Regions from separate parts of the Mus musculus genome. Here region 2 is linked to region 1. Evidence: chromatin contacts called from public Hi-C data. All regions are on one chromosome and are shown on one strand. The core of a region is the stretch at or near the end of the contact, and the rest is flanking DNA. Distances in the headings are between cores, read along the strand shown.

What was found. A called contact is a pair of places that touch in the nucleus more often than the background predicts.
Region 2: a Hi-C map of the N1E-115 cell line shows a contact between it and region 1, with 5 times the contacts expected there. The contact joins two enhancer-like sites.

The regions. Positions count from the first base shown.
Region 1 is chr11:74,860,698-74,864,013 of GRCm38.p6, forward strand. All of the region lies in intron 11 of Sgsm2 (small G protein signaling modulator 2), which reads right to left. Among named protein-coding and RNA genes, the nearest start is that of Mir6926, 5.8 kb to the right of the region's middle. Within about 2 kb of position 1,639, at least 28 of the 459 cell types and tissues checked have an H3K27ac peak or open chromatin away from gene starts, as enhancers often do. A contact at or near this core is called in the N1E-115 cell line, where this site is marked.
Region 2 is chr11:75,397,942-75,401,257 of GRCm38.p6, forward strand. It overlaps Smyd4 (SET and MYND domain containing 4), which reads left to right. Exons shown (of 11, transcript NM_001102611.1): 6 at 1,660-1,842; 7 at 2,341-2,504. Among named protein-coding and RNA genes, the nearest start is that of Serpinf1, 23 kb to the right of the region's middle. Within about 2 kb of position 1,515, at least 70 of the 459 cell types and tissues checked have an H3K27ac peak or open chromatin away from gene starts, as enhancers often do. A contact at or near this core is called in the N1E-115 cell line, where this site is marked.

The sequences.
Region 1 (3,316 bases), core at 389-2,888:
GCCACAGAGATGGGAGGCAGTGAAGGACTCAGTGGTATCACGGGGTCGAAGTGTGGAAAGAGTGAAGATCAAGGAGAGCTGTGTGTGCTGAGGTCTTCACTAATGGTTTTCTAGGTAAATCTAGCAAGAGACCCTGACTCCCCACAGTCTGGAGGCCAAGGACTGGTGTTTTTAGATAGCCAGACTCCAGCTCTGGGTGTGCCTTGGTGGTGAGGGCGAGCTGATTTCCCTCTAGTCCCTTCAAGGGCTGCCCTGTCTTGTCCCACCAGACCCATGGGTAGGATTGTGTCAGTATCTGGACCTTCAGCTCCACCAGGAGGTCAATTAAGGGGATATGTTTGGTAGGGGGGCTGCGGCTCTGGGAGTGAGGGGTTGCAAGCCATGCCGAAGACTCTGGGAACAGAGAGGGTAAGTGCAGGTGGTGGGGGGTTTAGAGCCTACCCCTGCAGCAGGCAGAAGGCCAGGTGTGGGAGGAGCCAGGGTAGGGACAGAGGTGGGTGGGGAGGAGTCAGCCCAGCCAGGCAGGCAGCAGGCAGCAGGCAGGGATGGTAACAGGTGCAGGGGGTGGAGGATGGGCACAGAGGGAAACAAGCTCAGTGCCCAGAAAGTTGGGCCCAACCAAGGCACATCTCCTGGGTGAATGCTCTTCACCTTAATTCTCCAGGAAGGAGCTGAACCAGCCAGCACTGCACACTCTCTACACTGTGACAGCCCAGTGTAGACAGCTGGAGCTCTGAAGTGACTGGGTGAGTGACTGGTGAGGCAGCAGGCTGGACAGGGGTCTGCTGGGTCAGCTTTGACTCTGACTCTCTCCTCTGAGCATGAGGAAAGTCTAAAGTGAACCATCAAGGTGGGTGAACCACACAGCTCCTAGGACTCCGAGTGAAAGGTGCCTGGCCTGGAGCAGAATTAGAGTGAACAGCATCTCTGCTCTGTGGGGGGTGGGGTGGGGGGACAGCAGGAAACGGGGCGGGGGAGGGAAGAGACCTGGACACCCCGCCACTTAATCACATGCACAAGTCAAGCATGTTGCAGGCCTGAAAAAGCCATGGCTGCAGAACTCAACAGTGTTGTCATTATGGACTGGAGTGCACAGGGGGCTCCACCCCATCCCTTCTTCCCACTTCCCTCGAGATTTTCTTCTCATACTGCTACCCCTCCCCCAAGTGCTGGGGTCACAGGGGCTACCCAGTGGGTTGGTCTAATTCCCAAACTCGACAAAAGGCTATCCAAACTACTCCCAAGGCCGCTGGACCCTCTGGGCCTAGAAATTCGTCTGATTTCGAGGCCTCAGTCCTAATATTAGCTAGTGGGCTTGCTTTTTTCTTCTGAGATCTCAAGTAGCCTGGGCTAGCTTCAAGCTCCCTATGTAGCTAAGGCTCATCCTGACCTTCTGACCCTCTTCCTTCCACCCCCAAAGTGCTGGGATTACAGGAGTGTGTGCCATTCCCCCCAGCAGTCAGTGGTGTCACTACTGCCAAGATGCCGGTTTGAAGGATGATGAGGTCAACCTTCCCGCATTCCTCAAGGCCAGCTAACCTGCAAACAGTGTTGTCCAAGCCTGTGGTGCAGACAGCTAGATGGCAAGTGTGTGTGTCAGCAACCTAGTAAGTGGGGTATCCCAGGGCCTACAGAACTGAAAAGGAAGGGGCAGAACTGTGGCAGGGACAAGAGCAGCTGGCAGAGCTGCCTGATGGGTACTGGGTGTGTTCTGAGCCACGGGCCTGGCTGGCAGGAGTAGGAGTCATTGCAAGCTGAGTGACTCGCTGAGGACACTGTGGCCTTTAGAAGAACTCTACAGAAGTGTAAGGAGAGACACCGCATCAACAGCATCTCCGTAAGGAGTATAATGTAGTAGATTCCCTTTGTAAAAGCAAGATCAGTTAAAACTCTGTGGCACAGATATGGTGGGGATTGGAAAATTCTAGCACCTAAGATCTAGTCTATCCTCAGCGTCTCTGTCCAGCCTTTCCTGGAGCCCCTCCCTGGTTGATGTTTCTCCAAAGAGGGCTCCTTCTCACTGAAACAGCTCTATGTTAAAAAAAAAAAAAGAATCCAGTGCACAGAGGCATGCTGAGGGGCCGCGACTACTGTCCTGTGTTGTCTCCAGAGAAGGAGATCCTAGCCACCGTGGAAGTTGAGGTCCTAGAGTATGGGTCACCTGGGTAACACCAGTGGCACAGCACTGAGCACCAGTGAGAAAACCAAGTCTGGAGATGTTAAAGTACTTGCTCAGCTCCACACAGTGAGCCAGGGGCCTGTGGGCAGGAATTCCCACTGCTGCTGGGAGCCTAGACTGTTCCTGGACACTCTGTGGTAAGCATTTTTAGCTTCATGCCAAAGTACCAGGCCATATACTACAGGCCTCCCATGGGAAGACCAATCCTTAGAGCCAGCCTCTTCTGGGGACTCTATCCAGTCCCTCCTCTGCCCCTGTCTTCTTAAGTCACAGTCAGAAGCACAAGGCTGTAGGCTGGCTTTCCTGTCAGCAGACAGAATGAAAGAGACCACAACCTGGCATTTGTCAACATGATTGGCAGGAACAGGGAGAGGCTCTGAGAGCCATTCCAGTCCCCAAGAGGCCATCAGGTGGCCAGCCCTCCTCCTCAGTGGCTCTCTCTCTCAGCATAGAGCCTCCTTTCCTCACTCAGAACCATTTGCTCTGCACATCCCCTCTTCTTGCCAGTACTGATCTTGGCTCCTTGTGTCCTCAACTGATCTGCCTCTGACAGAGGAAATGGCCCTGCGCATAAGTCCCCTAATGCCAACACTGCTGTTTGAGCCCCTGCAGTGGGTGGCAAGTGAGCCCAGAGGGGTTAGGGTGGAGGATGAGGTGAGTCAGGGACAGGGAGGGATAAAAACCTTTCATCGGATTGGGAGCTGTGAGGTTCCGCGAGCAGATCATTGAGAGCATCGCGTGTAGTTTATCCTCCTCTTCCTCATCATCGTCCACCGAGGCCGCTCGGCTGGCCGCTAGGTGGTGGTAGTTAATAGTGACTGCTCAAAGAGAATAGCGAGAGAGGCAGAGGCATGAGGGCCCTAGTCCCTGAGCAGGAGACTGCCCTCCTGGAGGTGGATGGCTGGAGACTGAGATCACCTTGAACCTGCAAGGTATAGTGGGAACAGGGTAGGGGGCTAAGAACCTTCTGTAGTTATTAGGAGAGGGTGGAAGGTGTGTGTGTGTGTGTGTGTGTGTGTGTGTGTGTGTATCTAGGAGACCAACTCTAACTAAGGTTAGTTGGGACTGGCCAGATGGATCTAAAATGGATCTAAATTTTTATTTAGCTGCTATCACAGTTGGGCTGCATTTAACCTA
Region 2 (3,316 bases), core at 265-2,764, 540 kb after region 1:
TTCTTATATTTAATTTTTTCCTTTGTCGAACATTTTCACATGATGGTTCGTGGTGTTTCCTTTGTTCATTACATTTGTATCCAGACTAGTTACTTCTGATAAGCGGTTAGTTAGGATTCCTGGCACGCGGACAGTGACACCACAGTTGTCTGATCGTTTCCCACTTTTTTACAAAACCGTTTGCCTTTAAGAGTCAGTGTTTTGCACATTTCACCCAGATTATTGGAAATATTATTTCCCTCCTGCTTAAACCGAAGCTGTGATCATAATTTAAGCCTTTCTAGGTAGCCGATCTTACATGTATCATACCTATTTCTGGCATATGTTTGTCTATTACAAAGACCTCGTAGGTATGCAGTTAGAAGCCTCTAGTTAAATGAAATGTTGCGTGTGTGATGAACCTGGAGTGGGGATGGCCTTTTGTGTGCCCCAAGGCTGTTGTGTTTCACACAGTTGTTTTCTGCCTCCTCTGGTCTATCACTATCCTGCCACTGCCAGAAAACCCTGCTGTGTGTTCCCCGCGTGGAGGATCTCTGCTTCTGAACTTCTTTGGCCTGAGAAACTCCATAACCAAATCAGTTAGCATTTTGTTTAAAGAGCAGGTAGGCTGTTAGAGCTTGGGTCTTACATGTCTCCCAGGTCCACTTGCCAGCGCCTTGACCACTGTTAACTTTTGTTAACCAACTCATCTTTTGCTGCCTGTTTTTTGGGGGGTTTTTTTGGTTTTGTTTAAGCCAAGATCAGTTATATGGCCCAGGCTGAGCCTCTCTTCCCAGCCTCTCAAATGTTAGAATTACAAGCATGCATCCCTCAGCATACCTTTCCTTTGCTTTTTTTAAAATAGAGTTTTGCCATAGCAACAGAAATCTAACCTAACTAAGCATAGCCGTGCACATGGTATGAGGAACTCACATATGTGTGAATGGAAGTTCATAGAGACCGGCATCACTGCCTAGAGGCCCCTTTCTTCCTTCCTTGCAGTTGTCGTGCTAGCTGACTGTACTACAAAAGAGGTTGTCTGAGGCATAAGACTACCTTCAATAAAACATGCACAGACAGTTTGCTTCTCTGAGATTTCAGAGCAGTGACTACCTTCAATAAAACATGGACAGACGGTTTGCTTACCTGAGACTGCAGAGCAGTTTCCAAAAATTTTAGACAAAGGGTAGGATGAAGAAGGCTGCGGGGTTTTGCACACACTTAAGGTGCGTAAGTAAATAAACTGAGCTACACTGACAGGATGCTCGTTCTAGTAGCCAACCAAAGAGCAGTTGAACCAAAGCACCTAGACTTCAAACATCGTGGGGAGATAATCTTAGGAGTGCTATGCTTCTGCGTCCTACAAGTATTATGAAACTGTCTAGAAAGCACCCCACTGGTAATCCCTTTTTGATTATTTTTTTTATAAATTCTAGTCTTGGGGTTTTGAGTGGCACACAGACATAATGGTTAGGCTTCGGTGTGTGCTCATTCACTTTGCTTCCTGGGGACCAGAGTTTGCGATGAGTCATGTTCCATCTGATTTCTGTCGGATCCGGCTGCAGAGCCATGACTCAGATGGGCTTCAGGCCCAGCTGCTCAGTTCATCTTCTGGGGAATAGATGACAAGGACGGGACAAATGTCCTGACGCACATTTCCTTCTGTTCTTGCACTTCCAGGGTCTAACGAGAGCATCATTACCAACAGCAGGCAGATACGCCTTGCCACAGGCATCTTCCCTGTTGTCAGCCTCCTGAACCACTCCTGCAGGCCCAACACCAGTGTGTCCTTCACTGGCACTGTCGCCACCGTCCGGGCAGCACAGAGGATCGCAAAAGGACAGGAGATTCTGCACTGCTATGGTGAGCCAGCCTTTCTTTCCACTACCCTGCTGTGCCTCACACCTCACATGAAAAGGATAAGGGGACAGGAATCAGCAGATATGGGCCCAGTGCCTCTACTCATCCTCTGAGTCTTTCCTGGAAAGGGCAATGCATCCTTGGGCCAATAAAAAAGGTCTTCTGGCTGTAATAAAAAAGCCCGTTGAGGGCAGTGAGCCATATCCCTCCATGCCTTGTAGACAGCCTATCCTGAAAATGAGCGAGGAGCACTTTCTTGGCTTCTTTCTTCCTGCCCCAGCAGCTTGGAAACGTATCCACTTTCACCCGTGTTTTGTTGTTTTTTCTGAGATGATAGGGCAGAGTACCCAACCTCATATAGGCTAGGCTAGTGTCTATCACTGAGCCAGGACCCCAACCCAGCACCACCATGCCAGTCACGTGATGACTAGGCCAGCCCCTCGGTAGAGTAGGCATTGACTCTCTTGGTGTGACTAGGAACTGTGGGTAATCTCTCTCCAGGGCCTCACGAGAGCCGGATGGGCGTTGCTGAGAGGCAGCAGAGGCTGAGTTCTCAGTACTTCTTTGACTGCCGCTGTGGGGCCTGTCACGCTGAGACACTGAGAGCAGCTGCAGCTCCCAGATGGGAAGCCTTCTGTTGTAAGACTTGCAGAGCGCTCATGCAGGTAAATCTCTGCTGTTCCCAGGGGCAGGGCTCCAGCTAAAGGTTGTCAGTCGCCAGGAGAACCATTCCTGCTTCCCTTCTTGTAACTCCTCCCTACATGTCGCCCGGTCCTGCAGAAAACACAGGTTGTATTTCCTAATATTTTCCCTATAAGTGACACAAAATCTTAAATTACACAAAGGGACCAAAAAAAAAAAAAAAAAAAAAGCCCTAGAAATTTACTTGCTCAAATAAGTCATCAAAAGTTGTGCATCAGGCCTAGCACTTGGGTACTGGTAACCCTAGCACTCAGGAGGCTGAGGAAGAAGGATCTCAAGTCGGAGGCCAGTCTCAAGTGACACCCCATCTAAGAGATCACCATTCCAAGGAGCTATTTCAGAGATGGTTTAATCTGGGGACCCAGATTGTGGATTTTCTGTCTGTTCAATTCCATCTCTCTGTGCTGGCCTCATCAGACACACTCTGTAGTAACTGTGGGAAAATCCGACCCACATAGTTTTCCCTCAGCCTTTGACCCAGAGGGAAGAGCCACAGTGGAGAGCATGAGAGCAGACCCTTGGGTGCTACTGCCAGGTAATGGTGTAGACACTGGAGTCTTCAACATTCATGCCCCAATGCAAAATGGTCTCCACACCAGAGCATGGCATTCTCATTAGAAATAAGTAAATGGAATTGGCTGTGTTGAAAATTGTAAAGCCAAGGGTCAAGAATGAAGCCTTCCCCAGCATGTTTTGTTTTGTTTTGTGTTTTAGGCAGCGTCTCTCTGTGTAGCCTTGGCTCCTGCCCTCTGCTACCTCTCCCAGGTGTGCCACC